Linked DNA regions of Mus musculus: region 2 is linked to region 1. The links are chromatin contacts, called in public Hi-C maps. All regions are on one chromosome and are shown on one strand. Each heading gives the region's core, a stretch centred on a gene start, on an enhancer-like site or on the middle of the called end of the contact. The rest is flanking DNA. Distances are from core to core; before and after follow the strand shown.

Region 1 (7,264 bases), core at 1,948-4,447:
GGGGATAAATGCCATCTAAAGCACCACTATCCAAAAGTCTTGGCTGTTTTATAGTTGTCTGCAAGGATAAACAAAAAACAAAGCTACTTTAAATACCCACCCTTACCTACCTTTTCCATCTCTCCCCCACTTTCTGGGTTCCCAATTCCACCTCTTAAAGCCAAACACACAGTATTTTTGGTAAGCTGTCCCATGTGTATAACACGAGGTTTTCCATTATGTGGTCCAAATGACATGGTGCTTCTCAGTGATGTACCTATGTCCCTTATCCTTGTCTAATTTTGTTTATGGTACACAAAAAAAGGTAATTCTGATTTTATTTCAAGGTCCTCAATTAAAATTTCATTAAATAACAAGGAAATGTACTATGTTATGTCAAATATATGAAAGAACTAATACGGTACCTTAAAAAAGCTTTCTTTTTGTTTTCTTGAGCTATGGGATCTCACTGCACTACACCTGACTAACATTCACTCCTTTTTTTCCCACTTTTCCATAAAAGTAGTTCTTTTCTAATGTTTTTGCTTGAGGCAGGGTCTTGCCTTAACTCAGGCTAGCCTGGAACTATGTAACCTAGGGTAGCCTTGAACTCACTGAAATTCTCCTGCCTTAGCGTTCTACAAAGGCAAAATTGATGCTTCTTCTGAATCAATACAGCACTGAAAATCAAATCACTTCAACCAAATACTATTGTTTACTCATAAATATGTGTTTATTTTTAAGTTCAATAGGTCTGAAGGATTAAAAAATATTCAGGGACAGACACAGGAATATAAATTTAAGTAAAAAAATAATTAAACTTTAAGAATCCAGCTTCATTCTGGGACTACAAAGAGAAATTTACAGATATACTACATATTTAACAGTTCAGTTTTGTAATACTAGAGGGGGGCTGCTATCAGAAAATTGTCAGCCGGGCATGCCTTTAATCCCAGCACTTGGGAGGCAGAGGCAAGAGGATTTCTGAGTTCCAGGCCAGCCTGGTCTACAGAGTGAGTTCCAGGTCAGCCAGGACTACACAGGGAAAAAAAAAAGAAAAGTAAATTGTCAGGTCATAGTTACCTTGATCCAACTAACCTCCCAGTAAAATACATAAGGAAATCCTATCTATGCAGAAGTTACCAATAATGGCATCAATTCATATTTAAAGATTACATAAGGTAAGCCTTTAAGATTTCTAAAATGTTATTACAAATATTGAACTGTTAAGTTCCTGTATGAAGCCCCTTCTAAATATCCTCACTTATGATGGAGAAGGAAGAAAGTTAAGACATGCTGCAATTATAAACATTCTTACCCAAGCATGAAAGGTTAGGTTATTCCAGTGGTGTTTTTAATTACTTAACTTTCAAGGGATTACTTACTACTCACAAATAAATCTTATTTTCTTTCCATTTTTTCCCTCCTCTCTATACAATAAATCTGTTATCCACCTGTATCTATCTTTAAGAAAAATTTCCAGTGGGTTTTTATTAGGACTTAACCTTACACTGAAAGCTGTATTAAGTATTGCTAAAAAAGATTTGAAATAGGTTCTATCTTCTCCCATATTTTCCGCAAAGAACTCAAGAAAATTCAACAGGATTTACAATTAAGCTAAATTTATGTACGTCTTTTCTTGTAAGCCAAACTTGTCCAAAAAAAAAAAAAAAAAAAAAAAAAAAGCATTTAAATCGCTAAAAAACTTGCCTAAACGAGTTTTTACAAGTCAGGATTTGGACTTGTTTTTTTTTTTTTTTAAGAAAGTGCTGAACTTTAATTTGAAAGTACATTGTTAATTATCCCCCAAAAGCAACATTTCATCATTTTTAGAAACAAACACGTAAATAACTCTTTCTAAGGATTCTAATCTAACTGTATTTTTAAAAGCCCTTTCCTTCAATTCTAATTCAGTGGGCATCAAATATCCAAAATGATTCTGTTTTCAGCACAGGTAAAATTTGCCAATATTTACTGAAGTCTCTAATACGTGGTCTAACAAAATGGAGGTCTCTCGGTGGGAAAAAAAAATAGGCCTAAACACTTCTACAAAATGGGGCCAAACACACCCACTTTAAGAAACCATGGTTTGGGTCAGATTTTCCACACACACGAAAAAAAAAAGTTGATTCTGTAAGGGCTCGACGAAGCGTCCCTGGAACTGGGGGTTAGTAGTGGTTTCGTTAAGACCAGGGAGGGAGGGGATGTTTCTCTCCACACTCTAGAGGACGGCGGCGAGGGGTGATCCGAAAGCCCAGAGGAAAGGAGCTGGAGCTGGGGGTGGAGACCTGAGCGCCCCGCCGGTCCCTGATCAATAGTCAAACTGACCGCCCCACTACTCCAAGACAGACTTGGGCTCTCCCAACCCCGCCAAGTCAACAGCAAAAGGCACAAACTCCCCTTTCTGCTCCCAGGCCCCGCCTCGCCGCATTGGCAGCAGTTCCCGCCAATCCGCACGGTCACCGCCCCCAAGACCGCCTGCCAAGCCCTGATTGGACTGGAAGAGAGACGGGGGGGACCTCGCGCTACCAATCTGGGAACCCCTTACTCGGCCGCACGCGCGCGCCCAAGTGCTCCCTCGGAGGCCTCCCCCTCCCCAGGCACGGCCCCTCCCCCACCCCCAGGGCTCTGGCAGCGACTTACCGTCCCGAGAGGTGCCCATTAACTGGTCCAGCATAGCGCGCATCTGGGCCTGCGCCGACATGGCGGCGGCGTAGCGGGCGGGCGGTCGGGCGGGCAGGCAGGCGGGGGTGGGGCACCGGCCGGGCCCTGGCGGGCGGGGGACGAGGGGAAGGGGTGGGGGAGGTGCGGCGCTGTCTCGGTGGCCGCCGCGGCCTCGAGGCCCGCGAGTAGGGAGTCGGAGGGGTCGTGGAGAGTCCGGGCTGCGCTCCTCACGACGGCGTGAACGCGGAAAATGGCAGCCCCCCTAGAGAGTGAGCCCTGGTGCCCTCACTCTCCGTCCGGTTCCTGAGACAGACGCGACACAGGCTAAGCCGACTCTCGCCTCCTCCCGACACCAACACCCGCCAGAAGCCGTCAACCCCCCCCCCCAGCAAGCGAGCTCTGACGCGGCTCGCAGCCGCCGCGACGGGAGCGCGCACGCAGCTCGCGCCTAGTCGTTTCCCGTGGGGGTTCGGCCAATCGCCATCCACGTCGCTGCGCTCCGCCCTGCCCCTCCTACGAAGGGTCCCACCCTAACGGCTCCCGAGCGCGTTCACGTCTGCTCACCCCGCCCCTCTCGGAGGCTGAGTCTCGCGAGAATGATGCTCTTTTTTTTTTTTTTTTTTTTTTTTTTTTTAGCCTACTCCGAAGCCTCTTCGGCCCCGGGCGTCTAAGCAGCAGGTCACTTAGGCCTTTGCTGTTTGCCGCCCTGGCGTCCAGCCGCAAATTAGCCAGTGCCGAGCTTAGAGCGAGTCGCAGTAAGTAGTGCGACAGAAGTTCTCAGGGTTAGTGCTTTCCCGACGGATGCTGGCGGAATCGCAAGCCCGTGGGAGCCCCGAGCCCGAGCGGAGGACACCTAACCTTATCCTCAGGCCACTGCCCCTCATCAGTGCCCGAGTTCGGGACATGTCAGGTTCAGGAAAAAGAAAAAGCAAACAAACCGCGAAATCAACACAGTGGAAATCAGGCCTCCCGACCCCTTCTGCTACGTTTAGGACAGCTGGAAGCTGCTAGTCTGAATTCGGAGCTGGGCAAAGTGAGAGCTTGGGACAGGCCATAATGCAGAGCAGCGTTTCCGTGGGGTTCTTGGCTGACTGTCGCCCTGCACTCCCACGCCCTGCTGACTGCGACCTTCCAACCGTAGTTGATTTCTTAATCTCAAGGCTGGTGGGGCTGAGGCCAGAGTGAGCCAACGGGAAATACTTAGGCCACGGCTGCTTACCGGTTTTCGAAAAGGAAAAAAAAACTGGCGAGTCTTTTAAGCTGAAACGTCGCAACTTTAGATAATAACTGGGAAATTATGGATATTTTTTGCCGTTTCATTATAATTGCCCATGCATTGAGGAACTAAAACTTCAAACTAGCGCCAGCTTCATATTAAAATCATATGAAAGAATCATCACAATTCCAAGGTTTAACTAGGCACTGAGCCGATGCAAATTACGTTATCTAGTCAGCAACTTGCCAAAAAAAAAAAAAAACACAATTATTCAGAGTACTGTTTTTGAGACAGGGTGTCAATGTTATGAGAAAAATAGCCTTAAAAAGTGAGAATACCGGAGACTCAGCATAGGTTAGGAATGGAGACATTTTTCACCTCTGCAGAAGTTAGGCATCACCCTGACACAAAAGACAAACTGAGCTGCCAACTTAGCATAAAACTGTTTAGTTGTTGTTTGGGTTTTTGTTTGTTTTTTTAATTACATGTCGTCTCTCTCCACTTTTTCTTCCCAACTTTTGGTTTTTTCGAGACAGGGTTTCTCTGTGTAGCCTGGAACTCACTCTGTAGACCAGGCTGGCCTCGAACTCAGAAATCCACCTGCCTCTGCCTCCCAAGTGCTGGGATTAAAGGCGTGCGCCACCACACCCAGCTTCTTCCCAATTTTTAACATTACCCTCTCTCCAAATTCCTCAGCCTTCTGGTTCAAGACACAAATATTACCCAGTGAAGTGCTTGAAGCCCAAGGTGGGCACCTGCTCCTCTTCCATTTGTGAGCCCAGCTGTATAGACGACTGCCTGCTACATTTCAACCCTAGGATCAATAGCAAGGGCCTAAACAAGCAGCCAGCTGCCAAGTAGGGATCATAGGGCCTAGTGTCTCCTATTTATCCGTGATTCCATAACCAGCTTTAGCTAATTGCAGCTCACACTAACAAAGGACCAAATGATTTATTCCTTAAACTGTGTAGCTCTAACTGCCCGGAAACTTGTCATCCTACCTCAGCTACTCTAGATTTAGGCATGTGCCACAATGTCTGGTTCAAAAACTAAATTCTAAACAATTCCAAACAACTACTTGCAGAGATCCTTTGAAAATTGTTGTACAATGGGAGCTGGAGAGTCTTAGAAGTTAAAAGTCTTTGGATCCCATCACCCTTTCGACTGCTCACAACCCTCGAACTCCAATGTCAGAATTGATATTTTCTTTAAGACACCAAGCACATATATACACATACATTGAGATAAAACAATCAAATACATAAAAATGTTTTTTTAAAAAAGGAAATTGATATAAATAGAAAACTGCAAACTATGTTCTAAAGAGATTCGCTATTACCCTGTATGCAGTATTATCATGAGAAACACATTCTTAGAAAAGTACACAAAAATGCTGAGTAATTAGGTTGAAGTGTTTGTGGATTTTGTTTGTTTGAGACAGGTTCTCACCGTGTAACTGTGACTGGATTGGAACTGACTGTAGACCAAGCTGGCCTGAAACTCAGAGATTGTTTCAGAATGGAAACAAAAGGAAAAGGATATAGGTTAGTGGTAGATCACTTCTTTAGTGCTGGTAAGGTCCTGGTTCCAATCCCCAATACTCAGAAGGAAGAGAAGGGAAACAAAACAAACCTTACAAAACACATTAGCCTAATTAACTTGAATATAGTTCAAAAATTGCATTGCTTTCTTTCCCCGTCACATAACTGTAGAAGATAAGCATCTGCTGCTTTTTTGGGGGTGGGGGGTTCGAGACAGGGTTTCTCTGTGTAGCCCTGGCTGTCCTGGAGCCCACTCTGTAGACCAGGCTGGCCTCGAACTCAGAGATCTGCCTGCCTCTGTCTTCCGAGTGCTGGGATTAAAGGCGTGCGCCACCACACCCGGCTAAGCATCTGCTTCTTACCAAATGTTTTTATTTGTAATTCAAACTCTCAACACCAAGAAAGTTAACAGCAAAATAATAATTCAATGCTTTAGAGCAGAAATTCCCTCCCTTTGTGTTGTGACCAGGCCTTTTGATTTGTAGGGTTTAGTCCAACTGGAAAACAGAAACATTTATTTTTGTGCAACAGTGGGAGTGTAGCACAACTTTCAGAGCTGATTCTCTACTACCATGTTAATCCCAGGAACAAATTTAAGGTTGTCAGGCTTGGCCGTGGTGGCAAGGGTTTTTACCTGTTGAGCCATTTTCCTACCCCAAATCCAGGGATTTGAGCATACTAAACATGCCTTCTATCACTGAGCTGCATCCAACTCCTGATGTTCTATTTCAAAGCAAGTTTCATAGAATCAGGGTTCATATATTCACTTTCCTTTTTATTTTGATACCTCTACCTCCCATTTGAAACATTTTTGTTTGAGATTTTCTTTGAATAGGGTTCAGGAAAATGCAGCCCAAAAACTGAATCCACACTACTGTTTTGATTAGTTTGGGGTGGACAGTGTTACTCTTTTGGCTTTGTTGATTGGCTGGTTAGTTTGAAATAGGATCTCAGTATGTAATCCTGGCTGGACTGGAACTCACTATATAGACCAGGCTTCCCTCACCTCAAACTCATATAGATTTACCTGCCTTTGCCTCCCGGGTACTAGGATTAAAGGCATTCAATACCATGTTTTGGGCTTTTGTAAAACAATGTGTCACATAATTCAGGCTGGCCTTAAAGTTGCTATGTAGCTGAAGATAACCTTGAATTGGTCATCTTGCCTCTTCTCAAGTGCTGAGATTACAGCTCAGCAGCACTGTCTGTTTTTAATCAAATCTCACTGGAATATTGCCAGGATCACTCATTCTCATACTATCTACAGTTGCTTTTGCCCTTTAACCAAGAGTTATAAGGTCATAAGACACTACTATATTTAAGACTTACTCTTTTTTCCAATTGTTTTGTTTTGAGATAGGATTTCTCTGTGTGGCCCTGGCTTTCCTGAAACTCCCTCTGTAGACCCATCTGGCCTAGAACTTGGAGAGCCACTTGCCTCTGCCTTTCTCGAGTGCTGGGATTGAAGTTTGCCCCACCACTGCTCAGTAGAAATACCCTCCCTGAGTTCTAATGAAAATAAATAGGCATTGATATTTGAAGTCTGTGGAAGGAATACATAGAGCCAAACCAAAGCTAAAAGAATTAAGCCAAGTAGGGCTCTGCACAAAGAGGACGTGCAAATTTGTGAAGTGTTCTGTTTAATTTTTTCCTCAGGTGAAATTATACTTTTGGTTGTATATATTTCTACACTTATTTCTTGGTGAGTGTAAATTTATAATATGGAAAATATCAGTATAAATAGAATTTCTTCTATGAACTATTCACTCTACAAAATTTAAAAATTATTTATTTACCTGAAATGCTAAACTAGTTCAATCAATGAGCTTCAATGGGATTAGAACTAGAAATATTAAATGTTAAA
Region 2 (6,982 bases), core at 3,320-5,819, 140 kb before region 1:
CTGACTGTTTGTATTATTGCCACTGTAATTATGATTATTATCACCTTGTTGCTATTTTAGTCAGGGTTTGAAGTATACATTTATTCCAGGTATCTTTGTGTTTTCTTCATAATATTTAAATTTATTTTATTCTTGCTGTGTGTATATGAGTAGACTGGAGGGACATATAGATTAGATGCCTGATCTTGTCAGAGGAAAGGAAAGGAAAAAGAAAATAAATAAATAAAATAAGAAAAGGCCCAGGAACTAGGAAAAACTGTTTCTATCAGCTCTGTCCCTCAAAGAGCTGCAAGAAAGACCTGCCCTACCACAGAGCAGAGACTTGGATACCCTGGCGCCTTCCCCTCCGCACGGCCCGGCTGTGTACAAAGCCGCTGTCGGTGCTGTGTCTTTTGGACCCTTTGGCAGCTTCTCTCACATCCTCTGTGCTCTCCTCCAGGTGTGAACTACTGACCAGATTTTAACCTGCCTCGCATCTGACGTGTAGCATCAAAGCTTCCACTAACCCCCACCCCGTCCCTTCACTATTCCCATTAACAAACTTGGAGTGTGGCTTATCTCCCTCAATGCAGAGACAGTGGTCCCACCTGGAGGCCATTAGGTACAGTGAGGGTGATGGGCACAGTGTTCCTGTGAGAGAGTTCCCTCGTCTGCTCTTCCCCAGGCAAATCCTCCCAGCTCCCAATTGTAGGGAGCCAGGTAAGGAACAGGACACGAGACAGTCTCATGGGAAGGACCTCTTCTAAATCACTGGCAAGTGAAGTGCACATGGGACCTTTTAGACCACCCTGCTTCTGAGCTGTGGCTGTGCCCTGCCTGCACTGTGATGTGTGTGTGTGTTTACCCCACTACCAGGCAGAAACAACCAGACCCCCAGTGAAGAAAGGATTGGAGCAATAGCTTCCCCAAACAGAAGGCAGCCACTCTGCAAACCTCATCCCACAACCACCCCTCCCTTGATCTCAAGTCCCATATTCAGAGCTGATGCATCAGGAGTAACACAGAATCCCAGCTAGTTAGCATCCTCACTAAGTTCCCACTGAGGTGCTCAGCACTGCATCCCTTTACAAAGAAGATGGAAGAAAGGCTGCTGCCCTTGGGACTATCCTCTCAGTGGAAGGAGGGCCACTTAGTCCTTACTAGACCATGTGTCCCTGGTGCATCCTCTGGGCCTTCTTTAATGAAGATAAACTGCTCGGCATGAGGATGATGAAATCAGCTCAGGTCTGAAATCGGTCTGTGGTACCTTGGGACCCTCAGGTCAGCAGGCTGCTGCTGCTCGCTGGTTCTTCCTGGGCCCTGGCACCCATGTCTCTGTTCGTGCGGCGGGTGATGTCTTGGGAAAGTGGATGAGGAGCAGGCCAGTAGGCAAGGCTTGTGGTAGTGCCAGTTAGCCCTGTGAATGGATGTTTGATGTGATTCAGAGGAAAAGGGGGCGAGTGGCCAGTGTCCCTGACTGTATTGCGTTCTCCCCTTCCTCGTAACAAAGTTGTTTGCAGCTGTAAAAGCCAGCCTGGCTTGGTTCTCTTTGTCTAAGAACTGGAACTGAGCAGCCAGCGTAGAGCAGGTCAGGAAGGGAGGTTAGCCCAGCAGACAGGAGCTCCCTGGACTGCGTCTCAGATGTTGCAAACACTCATTTTGAACAGTGTGTGGTGGAGGAGTGGGTTGGGTGATGTGAGTGGAGTTTACGTTCTTGGAAACCAGAGTGAGGTGCCTAGGAGGCTTAGGGAAGTATTGCTGCTGGTTCATGATGATGATGGTAGCTGGGTCCCCACCTGCCCCTCCCTCCCCCGGGTTCTCAACATCTGGCTAAGGGAGGGTAGGTTGTGGGCGTGGCTCTTGCTGGCCTGCCATGTAGCTGCTAGGACAGAAAACAGAAAGAAGATTGCTCTGTGCCCTCAGCTAGCAGACAGAATTCCATAAGGCAAGCTCTCCTTTCATGGCCCAGCCTGAGACTGCACACACACACACACACACACACACACACACACACACCCCACCAGCTACTGGATCACAGCACACTCCATCCTGGGTCTCACAGGCTTTGCCCCTCACTCATGTTTTTCCCTCTTATTTGCTTTACAAATTTTCAGTGGAGAAGCCTAAAGATTAAGCAAGCCTGAGATGTCCTTACCAAATTGGAAAGGAAAGGAAAGCTGTCCCTTCCTATAGCCAAAGAACCCTCACAAAGACATCTGGAGATGGACAGATGCATTCCCTGGTCCTTTCTGGGCAATATGACTTCAGTGACCTTCCATTTACCTTACCTTTCTATCCTGCCTTTTTTTTTTTTCATTGCAGTTATTTCAAAACCACTCATCTTCAAAGAGGAGTGGAGTAGTGGCCCTAAATGTTGCTACTCCAAGGAACTGATATCCCTCTAGCACTCCTTTGTGATTAATTGATCTCATGCTACTGTGGGAAGCTAGAAAACAAGCAAGCAACCTTCTCTGATGACCCCACACTGTATCCCAGGCTGAGAATGTGTAGGACGGGCTGGCAATGGCAGTATCGGCCCACTTGCCTTAGTCTCCACAAACAGACCCAGACAAGTCGGTCAAGCCACTAGAGAACCAAAGATGGCAAGATAAGGCTTAATTGCAAAAGGAACCTCATGAACTTTGGCACTATGGCTCACTGTAGTAACCGCCCGAGGAAAGGTTTCCCGAGTCTTTGGGGTAGCTCCTGAGAAGTAGCTCCAACCAGAAGCTCAGAGCTGCCAGAAAAGAGGTCCTGGAGGTTCCCTGTCACAGAACCTCCATGCTGCCTGACTTCTAAGCTAGAACCCCTCCCTGCCCCAATCCTTTGAGTGTCCCTCATCACAGACCCATCCAGGAGAGCATTATACTAATTGTCTCTTGCTGCACAAGAGCAGTGTCCCTCATGGAAGGACTCACTGACATTTGTTGAGTATCCACACACAATATGCCAAGCCCTTTCTCCATGTCCCCTCAGAGATCCATCCATGGGAAGAAGTCAACACCCACTATGTGACAGATAGAAAAGCTGGCCCTCTGAGGAAGTGGCATGTGTGAAAGGGGAACACGATGCATCTCAGAGCCCCCAGGTTCTGGTTTTCTTAATCCGATGTTCCCACTCCCTGTATGCCAAACACTGTGCTAAGAATTGCTGACGAGCCCTAGGACAGCAGCCGTGCAGGACCTGTGCAGAGGAGGCGCCTGGCTTGCAGACCCCGGGGCCTGCCCAGGCCACCTAGCTAATAAGAAGGGAAGTCAGATATTCTGTCTACTTGGCTCTAGAGCTGAGCTCACACACCAGCCTCAGCTGCCTCCCTTGTATAACAAGGACAGTCCTTTGCAGAATGTCACACTCTGCCTGCCCCCGTGTGACAGTGGACTTCAGCAGGTATGTGCAAAGAGGGTTCCTGGATTGGATGCAGGTGAAAGAGGCAGAGTTTGACGTTAAGAAAAGTCTCTGGGGAGTTCCTCGGGATTCCTGGAATTCCTGTTTCTAGCAACTAGCTTTAGCCACTCAGGCTGCTGCAGCTCCCATGAGAGTGCAGGGAAGGTGTTCTTTCTTTTAAATAAATACATAAAGATGATTTTTTTTCTTGCTTATAGTTAATCTTAGGAAGGCAATACTAAAAGTATATATTTTTTTCCAAAATGCTATTTTTTACTGTACTTGATAAATATCATGACAGCTCTGATCTCTGTAATAGGCCCGCTCTTCAGCTCTGCACAGAACCGGAAGCCAGGTTCATGCCAAATCTGTAAATACCATGTGGGTCTGTGTCCAGGAACTTCTGTTTTCTATGAAGAAACAGACAAAACAAAAAACAAACAAAAAAAAAACAAAAACAAGAAAAACCCAAACAAACAAAAACAAAAAAGGGGAGGGGGTAAAGGCAAGAGGACTTTTGGGAAGAGAACAAAATTGAATTTTCTTGCAGGAAACACCCTTCTCAAAGAGAAGGACAACAGCAAAAATGGGCAGAGCAGCCGCAGAACGGGAGGAGGAGGAGGCGTCGGTGGGGCCCATGGCGGCCCTGGGGTTGAGAGTGCTGTGCTAGAAGTTTCATTTCACCTAAGAGATGACAAAAATCTAGAAATGCTTTAGGGCTAGGCTTTAACTTCTTCAAACTCTGTTTTGGGTGGGTTTCTTGTTTCTCTTTTCTTGTAAAAATGTCTGTACTGACTGGCTCCAGGCTTGTTTGCCTAAATTCTTAGGTGGTTTACACAAGTTCTCAATTCTTGTAGAACTTTAAATCCATTGGAAGCAAACCCAGCCAGTGTAGATCTGAGGTCCTGGCTGGTGTCAGTAGGTGTTCTGGAACTCAGGCAGAGCACCTAACAAAATCTTCAGAAGGTTTTAGCTACATTATCTTACACAAACTGTGACCCTAATGGCAATAATTACCTCAAATGTGGGCATTCGTCCTGGTCTAGCCTTTTTTGAAATCATGTAGCCAGCTTGATCTTGTGATTTAAAAGACAATGAATTGTTCCCTGTGGGCTGAAAGTAAGGATTGACGCATACCCTGGTCACTGTTGCCTAAGTGAATTCTGAGAATAAAATTCTCATCATTACACCAGAAGTGAAACCAAGAAGAGATGATGATGTCTGCGTGTCATAATCAGCATGCTGTTCAAGTGCACAGAGCATGTTTCTCTAGGTAACGTGCCCTCTGAGTTCTCCACTATCAAGTAAATGACACAACTGACTGTAGATACTCATACAGACTTCTGGCTACATTTTATAGTTAAAGTATTTTATAGTTTACATTTAATCTGGTACTTTTTAAAAAGAAAATTGTTTATAACTGACATCTTCAACCACAGCGATTGACTGACTCTTGTTTTAGAAGCTGTCTCCCCAAGGCAGGCATGTTCCACTCATGCTGTGCCACAGCCTGATGCATGTGTTTCCCTTATTGTTGCTTTCCAGTGAACCTGAAAGAATGTGAAAGGAAGTCAAGAGGGAATGGGAAAGGGCGAGTCCTGAACCTGGGCCATCCGCAGAGTCCGGTGCCGTGTGCGCCAGAGCTTGGAGGGGCGGTGAGACTGATCCCCGCCGCCTCACCAACACTGTCTTGATATGAATGCTTCCTTTGTGACCGGGCCACTCACCTGGCAGTAGGTGATGCCGGCACTCAGCAGCTCTGCAGGTCTGGATGCTGCTCCTGGGTCCGCAGTGAACCTTGGTCAGCATTTTGAGAGGGAGAACAATACCCCTGTGCCCATGTTCACTGGCTGGATTTTCCACGTGTTGCTGGTTTTGTCAGTTTTTTTTTTTCTTTAAAACAAACCCCATGTAAAATAATGTGTACTTTAATTCACCCATTGCCTGGCTAAGATGTGAAACTCAGTTCAGAAGATGGCTTCAGAGCCAAAGGGCAGGGGTGGGCAGTGCGGGATGGTCCTGGAGACAGAGGGCTTTGCAGGGATGGAAGCAGGCTTCAGAGACATGAGCAAGAGAAGACAGGAAATGTCAATTTCCCTGACAGTTTTGTAAGGTTTGGGTTGGGTTTTTACTGGGGTATTTTGTTATGTTGTGTCTTTACGACAGGTTCTTACCATGTATCCCTGGCTGGTCTAGAACTCACAATGTGAACTGGGTTTTGTTTGGTTTTGGTTTTCTCTTGTGCCACCACTGAACTGTGGAGGACCCGTGGCGACCTGTGGTGACTCCTCACCGCCCATGTTTGGTTTGCGCTCACAGCATGCTCTTGTGTATGTTGAATGTCCTTGTAGAATGTTGTTCTCACGCTTCTTAGTCATATCCTAGGCGTGTGCGTGTGTGTGTGTGTGTGTGTGTGTGTGTGTGTGTGTGTGTGTGTGTGTGTGATTTGCTTTGCACTAATAAACCAAATGAATTTTGTCTCATTGTCTTTGAAGCTAACCCATGTTTTTAAAAGTGAGAGGTATGGAAATGGGCTTTTCATTATTATTTGAAAAGTAAATTCACTGTAGCATAAAAATAAAAAGGGCTCTGCTGTCTTCTCTTTAGTTCCCTCTCAACCAATTTCCAAATGACTCTCCTGGCCCCATCCCCACCTCTGGCTCCCCACCGCAGATCCATGCTCAGGCACTCAGGACTCCCAGAAAGCTCAGCTCTGGGAGCCATGCCCCTGCTCGCTGCCCGCCTGCCCGCCCGCCCGCCCGCCCGGCTGTTGGTCCATGGATTGCTCACGCTGTCAGTACTCTGGCTCAGGTTATGAGGAAGGACGTGGAAGTTGAAAGTGACTTAACTGTGCCATCCTCTAGCTTTCTATGACTCTGACACACACACACACACACACACACACACACACACACACACACACACACACCATGTGCCCTTCAAAGCAGAAGTCCTATTCACACTGCCTCCAAGTCTGTTGGCTTCCTGCCCTCCACATCCCTCTCTTGTGTTACTGCCCATTTAACGCTGGCTTTCTTCCATGGGTTACCTAGGACACAATCATTTATAGCCCCCAAAGCACCCTTCACCCCTTTAAGTGTGTATTTTAACCAAATGAAGTTGACAAGAAAGGCATATGTTGGGGCTGCAGGATTCCTAGTGTAGTAGAAGCATTGTATAGATAGAGATGTTGATATATATGTTTGTGTATATATATATCAAGCCAAATTTCTGATAGAAAAGTATAGCTTTATGGATGAGAAGGAAAAGGAGCCCTCTAGAGGTTGGAGCCAGCCTCGATGTGTCCAATGAGCAAGACACGCCGTGCTTCACGCGCAGCTAAGGCCCCAGGACCCGGCCCTGGCCTCACCTCTGCAAAGCTGGGGGGCCCCGAAGGCTCTGCTGCTCTCTGTGGGTCCCCAGCAATGAAGGCATAGGAGAGTGAGGAGACAGAGATCATAAGGACTGGAATTTTTCATCCCTTTTTGCTCTGGCCACCTGTTTTGAGCTACAGCCTGATTATATCACATTTCCAAAAAGTAGTACCATGAAGATGGCGAGAGAGATCTGTCACAATGCTTAGCTTTCGACTGCCTGTGGCTTCAGGATGCTCAGGACA

The links. Hi-C and Micro-C count contacts between places; a contact is called where the count stands out from the background.
Region 2: a Hi-C map of Th1 cells shows a contact between it and region 1, with 2.6 times the contacts expected there. The contact joins the enhancer-like site here to the promoter of Luc7l2 in region 1. A contact is called at or near these places in 4 of 39 promoter capture datasets (the 3T3-L1 cell line, hippocampal neurons and stem cell-derived epiblast-like cells), 4 of 484 Hi-C or Micro-C datasets (the N1E-115 cell line, Th1 cells, brain and 1 more), 2 of 115 datasets of contacts at active chromatin or transcription factors (the HPC-7 cell line and effector CD8 T cells) and 2 of 9 other capture datasets (adipose tissue and liver).

The regions. Positions count from the first base shown.
Region 1 is chr6:38,547,267-38,554,530 of GRCm38.p6, reverse strand. It overlaps Luc7l2 (LUC7-like 2 (S. cerevisiae)), which reads right to left and starts at 3,197. Exons shown (of 10, transcript NM_138680.3): 1 at 2,623-3,197. The coding sequence starts at 2,683.
Region 2 is chr6:38,688,353-38,695,334 of GRCm38.p6, reverse strand. It overlaps a transcript of Hipk2 not described here. Among named protein-coding and RNA genes, the nearest start is that of Clec2l, 29 kb to the right of the region's middle. Within about 2 kb of position 4,569, at least 18 of the 459 cell types and tissues checked have an H3K27ac peak or open chromatin away from gene starts, as enhancers often do. A contact at or near this core is called in Th1 cells, where this site is marked.